Regions from separate parts of the Sus scrofa genome. Here region 1 is linked to region 2. A link is a contact called in public HiChIP or PLAC-seq data. All regions are on one chromosome and are shown on one strand. The core of a region is the stretch at or near the end of the contact, and the rest is flanking DNA. Distances in the headings are between cores, read along the strand shown. Region 1 has its middle 66 kb from the start of FGF18. Region 2 overlaps STK10 (serine/threonine-protein kinase 10).

What was found. HiChIP or PLAC-seq counts read pairs in DNA pulled down with a chosen protein or histone mark.
Region 1: a contact with region 2 is called in an H3K27ac HiChIP or PLAC-seq map of alveolar macrophages. The contact joins two enhancer-like sites. A contact is called at or near these places in 1 of 47 Hi-C or Micro-C datasets (embryonic fibroblasts) and 1 of 2 datasets of contacts at active chromatin or transcription factors (alveolar macrophages).

Annotation. Positions count from the first base shown.
Region 1 is chr16:52,689,987-52,697,640 of Sscrofa11.1, forward strand. No RefSeq gene overlaps it. Among named protein-coding and RNA genes, the nearest start is that of FGF18, 66 kb to the right of the region's middle. Within about 2 kb of position 2,490, at least 28 of the 83 cell types and tissues checked have an H3K27ac peak or open chromatin away from gene starts, as enhancers often do. A contact at or near this core is called in alveolar macrophages and embryonic fibroblasts, where this site is marked.
Region 2 is chr16:52,139,668-52,146,934 of Sscrofa11.1, forward strand. STK10 (serine/threonine-protein kinase 10) reads left to right here. Exons shown (of 19, transcript XM_021077114.1): 19 at 1-711. Among named protein-coding and RNA genes, the nearest start is that of FBXW11, 69 kb to the right of the region's middle. Within about 2 kb of position 2,879, at least 32 of the 83 cell types and tissues checked have an H3K27ac peak or open chromatin away from gene starts, as enhancers often do. A contact at or near this core is called in alveolar macrophages and embryonic fibroblasts, where this site is marked.

The DNA of each region.
Region 1 (7,654 bases), core at 1,240-3,739, 550 kb after region 2:
AAGGCAGACTTTGCTAAGGACTAAATGGGAGAGGAGAGGAAAGGAATAGCCCAAGGTCTGGACTTTTCTGCCCTAGAGTAGCCACTCATCTCTGTTCTCCCTGAAACCTAGAAAGAAAGCTTGCTTGCCCCTGGAAAAGGTGTAAGACTTGGGGTGGGTGAGACCTCCCAGGGGAGCCGAGTTCCCAGGTGCACCTCGAGCTCAGCAGGCATCGTGGGAAAGACCTGGGGTCAATTCCAGCTGACCCACCCGGATGTGTGACCTTGGCCAGCAGCTTCAGACACTGGACTTTGGTTTTATCCCACAGCATGAGCACAGAAAACACACCAGACTGGGTTCCTGTGGGAGTCAGATAAAATGAATGTAAGACATGCATGTGGCACATCACGGGAGCTCCTTAAGTGTCAGGTAGCTTTCCCTCCCTCTCTGCTCCACCTCTGTGGTCCCCCATCTCCCTCTAGGTCTCTCACTCTTTCCAGCTCATTTCAGGGCAGGAGTTGGAAGGAACTAGAAGACCATCTTGGAGGCAAGCCTTAGGCCCTGCAGAAGGGATCTAGGGCCAAGCATAACATCAGATTATTAAAAATGTGGATTGTAAACACCAGCATAACTGGCCCGAACACAGTGGCCACCAGACCACAGCCCAGCTGCTCCTCATGCCCAAGGCCACACCTCCTGCTGCCCCTGGATCTGGGATGAGCCCAGCTCCACAGGCACCGGGCACAGGCTGGTGTGTTTTCCCTGAGCTGAGCCCAGAGGCCCTGGCCAAACACTGTCCTCATAGTCAGAAGGCCTGGGGAACAGCCATGGGGTCTGTCCTCGGAGGGGAGAAGGCCTCCCACTCCACCCCCTGTGCTTGGCCATCGGACAAGCCCTGAGGAAGTAGCCAAAGGGCAGGCTCCACGGGGACCTGCCCCGACAGTGTGCTGCTTGGTGAAGAGCACAGATCAGGATGGGAATCCCAGCAGCCCGGGATAGTGGCTGTGTGAGCTCAGGCAAGTCACTTTCCTTCTCTGAGCTCCAGGGTCCTCATCTAAAAAATGACAATTTTAAGGGCTGCCCTGTCCCCAATATGGTGCGACAATGAAATGAGATCATGGATTATTATTATTATTTATTTATTGTCTTCTTAGGGCTGCACCTATGGCATACGGATGTTCCCAGGCTAGGGGTCAAATCAGAGCTGTATCCACTGGCCTACACCACAGCCACAGTCACATCAGATCCAAGCCACGTCTGCAACCTACACCTCCACTCACGGCAACACCAGATCCTTAACCCACTGACGGAGGCCAGGGATCGAACCTGCGTCCTCATGGATACTAGTCAAATTCGGTTCCGCTGAGCCACGACAGGAACTCTGAGATCATGCATTTTAAAGCATAGTGTCTGGCAGAATAAAAGCATACCCTTGGTTCAGCCCCAAGCTCAACAAAGTTGAGGCTGGATGCCAAGCTCCCATCATACCTGAGGGCTCGGTGATCACCAGAGTGGCCACTCTCATTAGCACCCAAAGGTGAGCAGCCTGGGTATGGGAATGGGTGAGGGGGCTTTGGAGCCAAACTGCTGAATTTGAATCCCAGCCCCATCATGATTGTCACTGTCCCAGCCAAGCTCCAGTAGCCCCTCCTACAAATAGCAGTATGACCTAGCAGTCTGGCCTCACTTCAAGAAATTAATGAGGGAGTTCCCACTTTGGCTCAGAACTAACAAACCCAACTAGTATCAATGAGGACGTGGGTTCCATCCTTGGCCTCTCTCAGTGGGTTAAGGATCCAGCGTGGCCACGAGCTGCGGTGTAGGTCACGGACATGGCTCAGATCCTGAATTGCTGTGGCTGTGGTGTAGGCTCACAGCTCCAGCTCCAATTCGACCCCTAGCCTGGGAACTTCCACATGCTGCAGGTGTGGCCCTAAAGAGAAAAAAAAGAAAGAAATCATGAAATGATTAGTGAACACCTACAGAATGTGCAGCTCTAGAACCCATGGAAGCATAGGCTGGATTCCTATCCTCAAGGCTGTTGTGAAGAGTCAAGAAGATACTATTTGGAAAATGCCTGGCTTTTGGAGAGCACCCAGGTAAGTCTGTCCTCCGCTGATTCCAGCCTGCCTCTTCCCTCCTCTTCCTCCCTGCCTCCTTCCCTCCCTCCTTCCTTCCTCGTCTTTCCTTCTTTCCCTCCTTCCTACCAGTGAGGCACGAATCAGATGTTGGTCCTCTGAGAAGAATTACAGGGAGAATGGGGGCAGCGGATCCAAACCCCCATTCCCCAAACAGGTGCTAGGCCCTTTGGGGCAGGTGCAGACCACGGGCCTGGAAGAAAAAGACAGAGTCGGTGGCTGCAAGCAGGAGAGAAGTTTTGCAAAAACAACCCACTCAAGTTACCTCCTACGTACGAAAGCTCTGGCCCCGGGCTGCCTTGCAGCCCTGATGTTCTCTGACCCTCTGCTCCGAGAGGGACAGAATGACTCAGCGGCCCTCTCAGCATGTGGTTCCAGCCCGGGGGGCCTGGGGAAGCCCCTTTTGGGGAGGAGAAGTTGTTGGTCATACAAACAGGGACTGGCCCTGAGACTCCCCAAAGTCATGCCAGGGTCATGACCCCACAGAGAACGGGGCTAAGGGGCCCTCCCCGGCCAAGGCCTCGCTGGCCTGCCCGCCTGCCTGCCTGTGTCCCCGCCCAGCCTGGCTGAAAGCTGAGCCAGAGAGATAGAGCCCTGGCCGAGCCTGCCAGTTATGTCTTAATGTAATTTAGCTGTAATCGCAGCGTGTTTTCCTTTGCTATAATTAGTAAAATGTGGTTGTTTGCTGTGTTCCTGGAAGATGTCTGAACTGGAGCCAGCTCTGCGTAGCTTTTCTGACGAGCTCTCCCAAACGGGCCCACCAGCACCGCCCTGGGTTCCCGCCCGCCCTTAACCTGAGTCTTCCTGATTCCTAAGTTGGGGACGCTCTCTCCTGTCCCTCAAGGACACGCTGCCACCCCACCCCCACCGGCTCAGCACAGTGCTGGGCCCACAGCAGGTGCCTAGTAAAAGTGGTGGGCGATTGAGCCATCAAACCATCAACCGCAACAAAAGGGAGTAGGGAGTGAATTCCTTTTTCAGGAATTCCGCCAGATCCTCAAAGCCGTGTGGGAGTCGTCATGGGGGTGTACACAGGATAATAAACACAACCACCCACGTGTGGGACTATGTGCTTGTGACTCAAGGTCTGTGTGTGTTCACCTGACAGTCCTGGAGCCTCTGAATGTAAATGTGAGCACTCCTGGACCTTGGGGCCACCTGCAGGGGACCCATTCAGAAACTGATTTTAAAGCTCTGATGACCACGTGGGAGGTTGGGACAGGGCAAAGGAAGTGAAGCACCCAGGTCCCACTGTCCTGAAGTCCATTTCTCACATCTTCTGCCTTGGATCCTAATTACACGCAGTCCTTTTCCAGTCCTGTATTCAAGCATTCAGCCAACATTTATTGGGTCCTACCATGCATTGTCGTCTATCACTCTTGGTGGCTCTCCGGTGGGTCTCCTGTAATGTCTCACTCCCCCACTTATTCATTCAGTCCACGCACATTTGTTAAATAACAACGTGGGCTAGACTTTGGGTTTGGGATTTGGGTTGTTTGGTTTGGTTTTGCATGAAGGATCAAGAATCCCGTTTTCCACCTTTGTCAAAGTCTCTCCCAATAGGAGACATACGTAATATAAGTTTCAGAGTTTTCATTATTATTATTTGATCAGTCACTAAGTAAATGAAATGGTAAGAGGACCCACCTTGGAGTTCCCATTGTGGCTCAGCAGGTTAAGGACCGACATTGTCTCTGTGAGTGTGCAGGTTCCATCCCTGGTCTCACTCAGTGGGTTAAGATCCTACGTTGCAGCAAGCTGCAGCATAGGTCACAAATGCAGCTCGGAACCTGTGTAACCTGTGTTACAGCTGGGATTTGACCCCTGCCCTGGGAATTTTCATATGCCAGCAGGTGCGACTATTTAAAAAAAAAAAAAGAGCATCCATTTCTTGGGTGCAGTTCAAGTCTAAGGGCACAGTACCTGGCACACAGGAAGTAATCATTAAATATATCAGTGATGACAATTATTATTTCACAGAGTGGTGGGGCAGTCAGGGGCAGTCAGGGGCAAGGACTCCATACCACTTTGAGACAGGCTACTTCTGAGGGCATTTTGAACATGAATGATGTGTAATTGCTCAGTAAATGTTAATTATTATGTTAGTAATTGGGTGGACTTTACTTTTTCAATCGGCTCTTAATTCTTGAAAAGTGCCCTGGTCAACCACTTCTCCAGCTGAGCCCCTAAAGTTCTGTCATCGGCCGAAATCGGTTACTAGCAGGGCCACCAGACGCTGCATCAGAGAATGCTGAGGTCTGGTTGGCTGAATTAGTCTGGACTCTGAACATTCTGATTGGCTGGAACACCAGTGGGTGTGGCCCATTCTTCAGTGCCCACTCAGCAGTAATCGTTGGAGGTTTCCCAGGTTATTGTTCTTTATCTTTTCTCAGGACATCTCACTAGTATCCAGCTCTACGATTTTTTGCAGAGTAATTCCTCCGAAACACATCTCTCTTACGAAGTTCATAAATGTAGTGTCTTTTACTCCAGCAGGCACCCACTAAAGTGAGAACGTGGTTGTCTGAGAGGATGCTGAGCTCCACATTCTTACATTGGGCGGGAGGGCGTTCTTGGTCCTAGCACCAGGCCCTTGCACAAGGGAGGAACCTCCAGAACTCCTCACAACAGGACACACGGAATTTCTCCATACCGTGTACCATCTCTGAGACCTGAAGTGGTCCAGCTTTTCCATGCATTTATTCAATCATTTGCTATGCCTTAAATGCTGTGCTGAGCTCTTTGAGATATTTAAAAGCAGTACTGCTTCAAGGAAAAATACTGAGAGGATGTACAATGTGCAATGGCATTTAAAGGCATCACAGAGAACTGCAAATGGCCATTAAATGTGTGAAAAGGTCCTCAGCTCACCGGTAATCATAAAACTCTATCTTGAAACAAAATTAAAAAGTTTGCTTCTTTGATGAAGATTTTAAAGGTTGATATTTGTACTGAGAGTATGAGAAAACAGATCTTGTCATATAGTGTTAGTGGCAATGTAAATAAAGTCGACATTTTTGGAAGATAATGGAACAAGTTCACATCTAGAATTTATCTTAAAGTAAAACTTGGGCGAGTTCTTTTGTGGTGCAGTAGGTTAAGGATCCAGCGTCATCACTGCAGCAGCTTGGGTCACTGCTGTGGCTCAGGTTGGACCCATGGCCCAGGAACTAGGACATGCCAAGGGCATGACCAAAAAAAAATTTTTAGAGTAAAACTTGGGCAGACACATACAGAGAGAAATTTTGTTATGGCATTTATAGTAAGAAGTTTAAAATAATGCAAATGAGTGGTAAAAAGGATTAAATAAATTATGGTACAATATTCATCCATTGAAGAAAAGGGGATGTTAGTATCAATGAAAGAGAGCTAAAACAAAATAAGGTAAAAAGCAAAGTTGTAGAAATAATAAATGCATATATAATATAGACAGACATTTTATAAAACATTTTCCAAAAAGATATGCTGCTCCTTTTTTTTTTTCTTTTTAAGGCTGCTCCCATGGCATATGGAAGTTCCCAGGCCAGGGATTGAATCCAAGCTGCAGTAATGCCAGATCCTTTAACCCACTTTAACCTTCAACCCACTGCACTGGGCCAGGGATCGAACTTGTTCCTCTTCAGTGACCCAAGCTGCTGCAGTCAGATTTTTAATCCACTCTTCCACAGGGGGAAGTATGATATGCTGCTCTTGATAGTGGTTCTGTTGACGGGATGATTTCCTTAAATCAATAAACTTTGTTTTTTAATATGGCGCAAGTGAACCTTTCCACAGAAAAGAAACTCATGGACTTGGAGAACAGACTTGTGGATGCCAAGGGGGAGGGAGGGCAAGGGAGTGGCATGGACTGGGAGTCTGGGGTTAATAGATGCGAACTATTGCATTTAGAGTGGATAAGCAATGAGATCCTGCCGTATAGCTCGGGGAACTCTATCTGGTCACTTGTGATGGAACATGATGGAGGATAATGTGAGAGAAAGAATATATGTATGTACAGCTGGCTCACTTTGCTGTATAGTAGAAATTGACAGAACCCTGTAAATAAACTATAACAGAAAAAATAAAAATCATAAAATAAAAAAAGAAAAAATGAATAAACTTTGTTTTTTTTTTTTTCTTAGCAATTTTAGGTTCACAGCAAAATTGAGTGGAAAATACAGAGTTCCCATAAGCCCCTGTCCCAAACAGGCATAAGCTCCCTCACCTCATCCTGCTCCAGAGCCGGTACATTTGTTACAATAATGAACCTACATGGACACGTCATTACCACCCAAAGTCCATGGTTTACGTTCTGTTCACTCTTGGTGTTGTACATTCTATGGGTTTGGAAAGATATATAATGACATGTATCCACCATTGCCGTATCATAAAAAAGAGTTTCTTCCCTAAAAATCCTCTGTGCTCCATCTATTCTCACCTCCCTAACCCCTGGAAATCACTAATCTGTTGCTGCCTTGATAGTTTCACCTTTTCCAGAATGCCAGATGGTTGGGATAAATGGGGAACAGCCTTTTCAGATTACCATCTTTCTCCTGGTATATACATTTAAGTTTCTTCCATGTCTTTTCATGACTTGATAGCCCATTTCTGTTTAGTGCTGAATAATACTCCCTTGTCTGGATGTACCACAGTTGATTAATCCATTCACCTACCGAAGGACATCTTAGTTACCTCCAAGTTTTGGCAATTATAAATAAAGTGTATATAAATATCCACATGCAGGTTTATGTGGTAGCATATGTTTTTAGTTCATTCGGATAAATATCAAGGAGCACAACTGCTCAGTCATATAGTAAGAGTATGTTTAGTTTTATAAGAAACTGCCAAAATGTGTTCCATAGTGGCTGTACCATTTTGCATTCTTACCAACAATGAATTAGGGTTCCTGTTGCTTTACCTCACCACCAACATTTGGTGTTGTCAGTATTTTGGATTTAGCCATTCTCATAGGTGTGTAATGTTACCGTATTGTCATCTTAATTGGAAATTCCCTAACAATATATGATGTTGAACACTTTTTCACATGTCTTATATGCTTCCTTGTCACCTGTATATCCTCTTTGGTGAGATGTCTGTTCAGGAGAACTTTTGCCCATTTTTTAGTTGCCTTGTTCATTTCCTTATGGTTAAGTTTTAAGAATGCTTCATTTATTTTCAATAGCAGTCATTTTTCAAATATGTCTTTTACAAAGATTTTTCTCCTGGTCTGGGGCTTGTCTTCTCCATCTCTTGACATTGTCTTTCACAGAGCAGAAGTTTGCCATTTTAATGAAGTGCAGCTTAGCAATTATTTCTTTCATGGATCATACCTTTGGTGTTGTATCTAAAAAGTCATCACCATGTCCAAGTCATAGAGGTTGTCTTCAAAATCTGCAGGCGTGGACAGAGGACTGGAGACCCAGATAAGAGCTCCTGTTGCAATTCAAGTCCAAAGGCCATCTGCTGCAGAATTCCCTCTTGCTCTGGGGAGGTCAGTCTTTTCAGGCCTATTCAGACCTTTACCTGATTGGGTGAGGCCCACCCACACTATGGAGGGC
Region 2 (7,267 bases), core at 1,629-4,128:
GCCTCAGGAGCAACAATTTTCAGGTCTCACACAAATGAGACAAGGGAAATAATGATCCCCTGTGAGTCTCTCTGGTGCACAGGTGCTGGGAAAAAGGGAATAGCAGCAGTGTAACTGCAGAACACAGACCCAGGTCCACCAGGCAGGGCCAGCATTGGTGGATGGTCAGGCATTGACCAATGACAGGGCTGATGGGCTTTAAAATACAGTCCTGCCTTTGTAGCCTGGAGTGTGAGAATGAGTATTAGATGAAATGCCTATTTCATGGTTCAAGGGGAAGTCTTTGATCATTCCCTTATTTGGTTTGTCTTTCACTTTGGAATCTCATTCAGGGAGTTGCTGCTTCCTGCTCAGTGCTGCCCAAGCCCTACCAGCTCCCCTGTCCTTTCTGGTTGGGGTTTGGTTGGGTCTCCCAGCCTCACTCACAATGGAGCCGGCGTGCAGAGCCCATCACTGAGAAAGCCCATGCAGTATTCCCTGTGCTCTGTGCTCATGTTTTCTCTGGAAGGGACAGGCGAAACTGTTTCTCATTTTCAGTCATTTTTTAGCAGAGTAAATGTAACTAACTTATATTTTCCCCTTTATGAAGGACAGAAGTTATTTTTACGTAGTTTCCAAATTTTATACAGAATTTTTGTAAAATCTTCTCTGCAAAGTTAACTGCAAGAATGTAAATATGCTTCTAATAAAATAACAAGGTGAGAAACTTTGCATCTGAGCTTGTTCTTTTGTATTGAGCTGGGAAAGGCAGGGAAGATTTTACCTACATCTGCTGGATAAGAAACGGGTTACTCTCTGCTGAGTACACTGGGGCCTCCCAGGTTGTAGAGCCGGTCGGACTCTGGGGTTTCTATACTGAAAGAGGTTATGCTTGGTTTGGTGTGTGTGTGTGCGTTTTCTACATTTAGAATCATTCTCACTTAACAAAAACATTTGACTCCCAAGGGTTTTTACATGTTAGCTTATTGAATCCTTTCAACAACACGCATAAGGAAGACACTGGCATTCCTGTTTTATAAATGAGGGAACAGACACTGGTAAGGGGAGAGTCAGGCCAAGGCTGGCAACACTGCCAGGTGATTCCTATGGGATTCGAAGGTGGACTCTCTCCCCGACTTCTCTCCTGCCAACTGTGCCCCATACACTCAGCAAGAGTCACACACACACACTTAACCCCTAGCTACCATCTCTGCCATATTTAAACGTTTCAACCATACATCTAAAACCCCATTCCGGGGTTCTTAACCTGCAGTCCAGGGTCCTTCTTCACACACACACATACACACACACACGAGATCCATGGGTACTCAGGGACTCTTTGTATATGGATGGGAAAGATTTGGTCTTTAGTTTCACCAACCTCTAAGTGAAAATCAGCATTTCCTTTATGCGCACAGGCACCAAACTCTAATGTTATCAGCAGTACAAATCACAGAGATTTCATCTCACATTACAGCTATTGCAGACATCTCCCAATTATCATTTTCGTTCATTATTTTGAAATTATAGTAGTTATTGAACCTATTGCCAGATCTTGTTATTTAATGAGCAATATATATATAACATATATTACATCTAAATAAAATACAATTTTTCTAATATTTTGATACCTCTATTTCATTATTACTGGTTTTACTTGTAATCTTGTTTTGTTTTGTTTTTTGTCTTTTTAGGGCCACACCCGTGGCACATGGAGGTTCCCAGGCTAGGGGTCAAATCAGAGCTGCAGCTGCCAGCTTACACCACAGATCCTTAAACCCAATGAGCAAGGCCAGGGATCAGACCCGTGTCCTCATGGACACTAGCTGGGTTTGTTAACCACTGAGCTACGATGGGAACTCCAAAGTTTTACTTGTGATCTATGCGCTTTATCCTGTGCATCTGAAAATGTTATTCTGAGAAGTGGATCTACAAAGAACACCTTAAGGTTAAGGACCCCTTCTATCTGCAGTCCTGAATCACTGTCCAAGAAACCTTCCCACCAGCAGGTGGCGCCCCACAATTACAGCGCCCCACTGAACTCCCTGTGTCTGGGGGTGATGGAGGCAAATAAGCAGCTGGCATGCCTTCCATTAAGGGCTAGAAAAATGATGGAGGTGCCTGGGGAGAAAGATTCATGAGACTGGCAGAAAAGACCATGAATTAGGGAACGGGTGGGACTTGGGAAATGAGATCATTCCATATTTACTGACACCTCTTAAGTACCAAGTGCTAGAGATGATGAAATAAAAACATTGACACTGGCTTCAAAATGTTTGTCCCACTAAGGAAACAGACCTGGAGAAGCAGAATATCAATTCAGGCTGACGTAGCCTGGGAGAATCAGGGAAGACTTCTCAGTGGAGGTGATGCTAAGTCTAGGAGGACAAAGCAGTATGTGCCAAACCACATGCATTCAGAGATGGGGCAATGGTTGAGGGTGAGTGTTTTATGGGCCATGAGGTTGAGAGAAGGACAGGGTGAGACCTGAATGCTGGGTTCAGACTGACCTTTATTGCTGCAAGAACAGTAAGAAGGCTGGGAAAGAGTTTACTCAGAGGAAGGAAAGTTGAAATCATGACAAATTATAGCAATTTAAGAGAGCAGCTGAGGACAGAGACGCTTTTGAATGGGAACAATGGCCCATAAAGGTTGGACGCTTTAGGAAAGAAAGGGCAGACTGCAGGCTTCATGAAGGCAGGGGTAAGGCCTTAGCTAACCCCTTAGCACCCAGAACCCATCAGGCTGCAGCACTGAGATACCCAGTCTGAGCTCCCTATGCCATAAAGGTTCTATGAAGGGAGCAGTGGGGGTCTGGGGGCTGTAGTCTGGATGTATATGAACTCACTGTGCTACCAGAGGTAGGTTCACTAGGTCTGGCTAACAAGTATGTCTTCAGTTAAAAACGAAACTGAAAGAACTTTCATTTTCAGTGATGGCAGATTAGGTTATCCGGATCAGTCCTCACACTGAGGACAATTAGAAAATCTGGACAAAAATACTAAATACATCTACTTGCAGGCATACAAGATAGTGAAGAACTATCAGGCCAAGATTCACGCAAGGACGGAGAGCCAGAGAGACGATGCTGGTGTTTTACCCTGGGAGCATTTGATGATCCCAGAGTGGGTAACAGAAACGTGTGTGTCTGAGCTTCTGAAAACCTCCTAGGGCCTCCTAAGAACACAAGGATTAGAGGCCAGGGCCTCATAAGGGCAGGGTGGAAGGGACCCAAATGAAAACTTTCCCGTTGCAGAGGCCTGAAAGGCTATACCCATGAATAACACTGAGCCTGATGGGGACAGGCCTCATGGGGTCTGCAGTTCTCTTCAAATAATTACAACCCCTAAAAACTGGCCTGGGGTGATGCAGGATTGCTAGTGCTCACAGGTGCCCTTTGAAAACAATTTTACAAAAAACCCCATCTAGCACACAATTAAAAAGTAACTAGGCGCACAGGAAATGACTAAAGCTAAAGCTGGCAGAAGCAATGAACATCAGCAGCAGACCAACAGGCATGTGAGTTACTGGAGTAATCGGAGCATAAACCACAATGCTTACTATGTTTGAGGAGAGAGAAAGAATGTGATTTGAAATTGTCAGCAGAGAGCTAAAAACAAAAGTTTAAAAAGGAACTAAGTGTTCTAAAAGTAGGTAGCAGAAATGGTTGCATAACTCTGAATATACGAAAAGAAAAAAAAAAATCCCACTGATTGTACAGGCATACCCTGTTTTACTGCGTTTTGCAGACACCGTGTTTTTCACAACCTGAAGGTCTGTGGCAGCCCCGCACAGACCAAGTCTATCGGAGCCATCCTTCCTACAGCATTTTGCTCACCTCCTGTCTCTGTGTCACATTTGGGTAATTCTCACAATATTTCATAAAATTTCATTATTATTATATTCAGGGATCTGAGATCAATGATCTCAGATGTTACTACTGTAATTGTTTTTGCATTTTCACCAAGAAAGTATTTTAAATTACAGCTTAATTAAAAGCATTTTGAGACATAATGCTATTGCACACTTAGCAGATGACAGTATAGTGTAAACATAACTTGTATTTGCACTGGGAAGCCGTAAACATCATATGACTCACATTACTATCATACTTTATTGCAGTGGTCTGAAAACTGAACTCACAAAATTACCTAGATATGCCTGGATACTTATTTAAAAGGGTGAATTTTGTGGTATGTGAATATCTCAAGAAAGCTTTCATTGAAGAAAAAAAAAAGTAAAAAGTCTAGACATAAAACAAAAATAACTGACGTGAAATACTCAGTGTTCAGGCGTAACAGCGGACATGTCAGAAGCCTTCATCAACCATTTATATCAGTTTGAAGCTTTATCCTTCCTACCTCTACTTGGCCATGTCTTCTCACTCCGGATGAGGCTTTAAAAAAAGGTGCAAAACCTTTTTCTTACCAATTCCAAAAGTGAGGGAACCTGCTGAAAAACTATGAAAAACAACAGAACCAACAAGATAGGCTGACCCTTCCTTCAGGACATCAAAAAACTAGTAGGGATAAAGCTGAGTCAATCGGAATCTCTCTCTTAGTAATGTGAACTGGGGCTAGGGTTAGAGAACAACCAGTTAGAAATGGAACTTAAGAGGCTGAAATACATGGATGTAGTGAGGGATCAGAGGCCAAGAGGGTCCACGTGCAAAGAGAAGTTAGAAAGGAGCTGAAACTCAATGGTGATTCCTAAATTTCTGGCTTTAGTTGACTGGGTAGGTAGAGGGATCATTTACTGAATTAGAAAAGATCAGCACAGGACAACATTTGGTGTGTTGAAGGGAGGGACCAGAGGTTCAGTTTGAAAGTTAGAACTCCAAAAAAGAGCACCTAATTTTGCATATGTTAAATTTGAGGTGCCTATGACACACCAAAGGGGGATGTTATTGTCTATATGTATCTGGAGCTTGGAGGAAATATCTGGGCTGGAGATAAGCATTTGAAAATAGGGTACGAAGTGGATCGTTGAGAAAAATGCAGTAGGAGAGACAGGCAGGACCAGAGAGAGATAAGTAAACTATGAAAAGAAATAGAGATTTTTTTTTTTTTTATCCCGAAGGCCATGTGTGACATCAGCTTTCTGTTGTAGACAGGTGACTAGCTGCAGCAGAAAAAACATACTGAAGCAGCAGAAAAGTGATAAGTAGGGCCTTTACAGTAATCCAGGTAAGAGATGGGAATTCTCATATTATAGATTTATATCCCGACTTTTTCCTTTTTTATTTTAACATCACTAATAGTTCTCTGGAAACATAGTTTTAGCAGATATTATTATTTTTTTATGGCTGTACTCAGAGTATATGGAAATTCCCAGGCTAGGGATTGAAGCTGACACTAGATCCTTTAACCCACTGCACCAGGCCAGGGATGGAACCTGAGCCTCTGCCGTGACCCAAGCTGCTGCAATTGGATTTTTAACCCACTGCGCCATAGCAGGAACTTCTGGAAACACAGTGTTAAATGGCTAAATAACCTACCCACTTGTGAAGTTATATAATCTATTTGACCACTATTATACAGTTAGACATTTTGGTTTATTTTCTGTTTATGAGGAACCTTATTCTTTCACATAACTATCCTTTGTATTTTCTCCTGCCTTGGTGATAAAAGCTCTGGCAAATATCACAGCTTTTCTAAAGTTAAAATTGGGTCAAGTCTAATTACCAAGTTTTACTTTCACATTTGATTTAAACTTTTTCTCACGCAGCTCAAGTCTGAACCAGACTCCGAAGCTTGAAGTGAAAAAGACGGGTATGGCTGGGCTGACGCTCACCAACTGCACCACTTGATTCCTTGTGTTTCAAATATTCGCAAATGATATTGATCAGTAAAGGGTTAATATCCAACACTGATAAACAGCTCACACAACTCAACATCAAAACAAAAACAAAAATAAAAACCCCCAAACTCCAAAACAGCCTGATTAAAAAACAGTCAGAAAAACCTAACAGACATTTTTCCAAAGAGGAAATGCAGATGGCCAACAGGCACAGGAAGAGATGCTCAACACGGCTAATCACCACGGAAATGCAGACGAAACCACCACGAGCTATCACCTCATACCTGTCATAGTGGCTATCAAAAAGAGCACAAATACCAAATGCTGGTGAGGAGGTGGAGAAAAGAGAAGCCTCCTACACTGTGGGTGGGAACGTAAGTTGGTGGAGCCGTTGCGGAGAACAGTATGGAGGTTTTTCAAAAAACGAAAAATAGAACTGACATATGGCCCAGAATTATTTATAATGGACAAGATAATGGAAGCAACCTCAGTGTCCAGTAACAGATGAATAACGAAGATGTAGTACACACATACACACAGAATACTACTCAGCCATAAAAAAGAATTAAATTCTGCTATTTGCAGCAATATGGATGGACTTGGAGGGCATGATGCTAAGTGAAATAGGTCAGAGAAAGACTAACACTATATGAAATCACTTATACATGGAATCTAAAAATACCAAAAACTAGTGAATAAAACCAAAAAAGAAGCAGACTCACAGATATAGAGAACAAACTAGTAGTTACTAGAGGCGGGAAGGAAACCGAGGGGCAATATAAAAGTGGGAGTGTTGGAGGTACAAACTATTGGGTGTGAGACAGCCTCGAAGGTGTACAACATAATGAATACAGCAAAGATTTCATAGTACCTATAAGTGGAGTAAAATCTTTAAAAATTGTGAATCACTCTATTAAACATCTGTAACCTATATAACATTATACACCAACCATACTTGAATTAAAAGAAAAAAAAACCCAAAGGCTGGATCAATATGGTGGAGGAGTAGGACCTGGAGCTCACCTTCTCCCACAAGCACAAAAAACAAACCACTACTTGTAGAATAATTTGCACGGAGTATCTACTAAACACTACAGAGTACTGCAGATTTTCAAAAAGGGCAGAACCAAAGGAAGAAAGAGAGAGAGAAGAGAAAAAAAGGATGCTTTTTTTTCTTCAGATGCTCCTTAGGAGGCCACCTAACTGGTGAGGAGATCAGACAGGACAGAGGGGAGGCTCAAAGCCTCAAAGAAAAATGTAGCAGCTGGTCAGAGGAGGCAAAGCAGAGAGCAAACCGCACAGATGATTGGTATCACCACCCTGATACACCCGGGCAGGGGCTGGGCACAGAGGCTTGAACTTTGGAGGTCAGTTCTAGGGAAAGGACTAGGGTAGGCTGTATGGAAACAGCCTGAAGGGAATAGGGAGGAGTGTGCCACAGCTAAGGGAGGATGGGAGGAGGTCTGGGCCTGTCAGAGAAGCAAGGTGC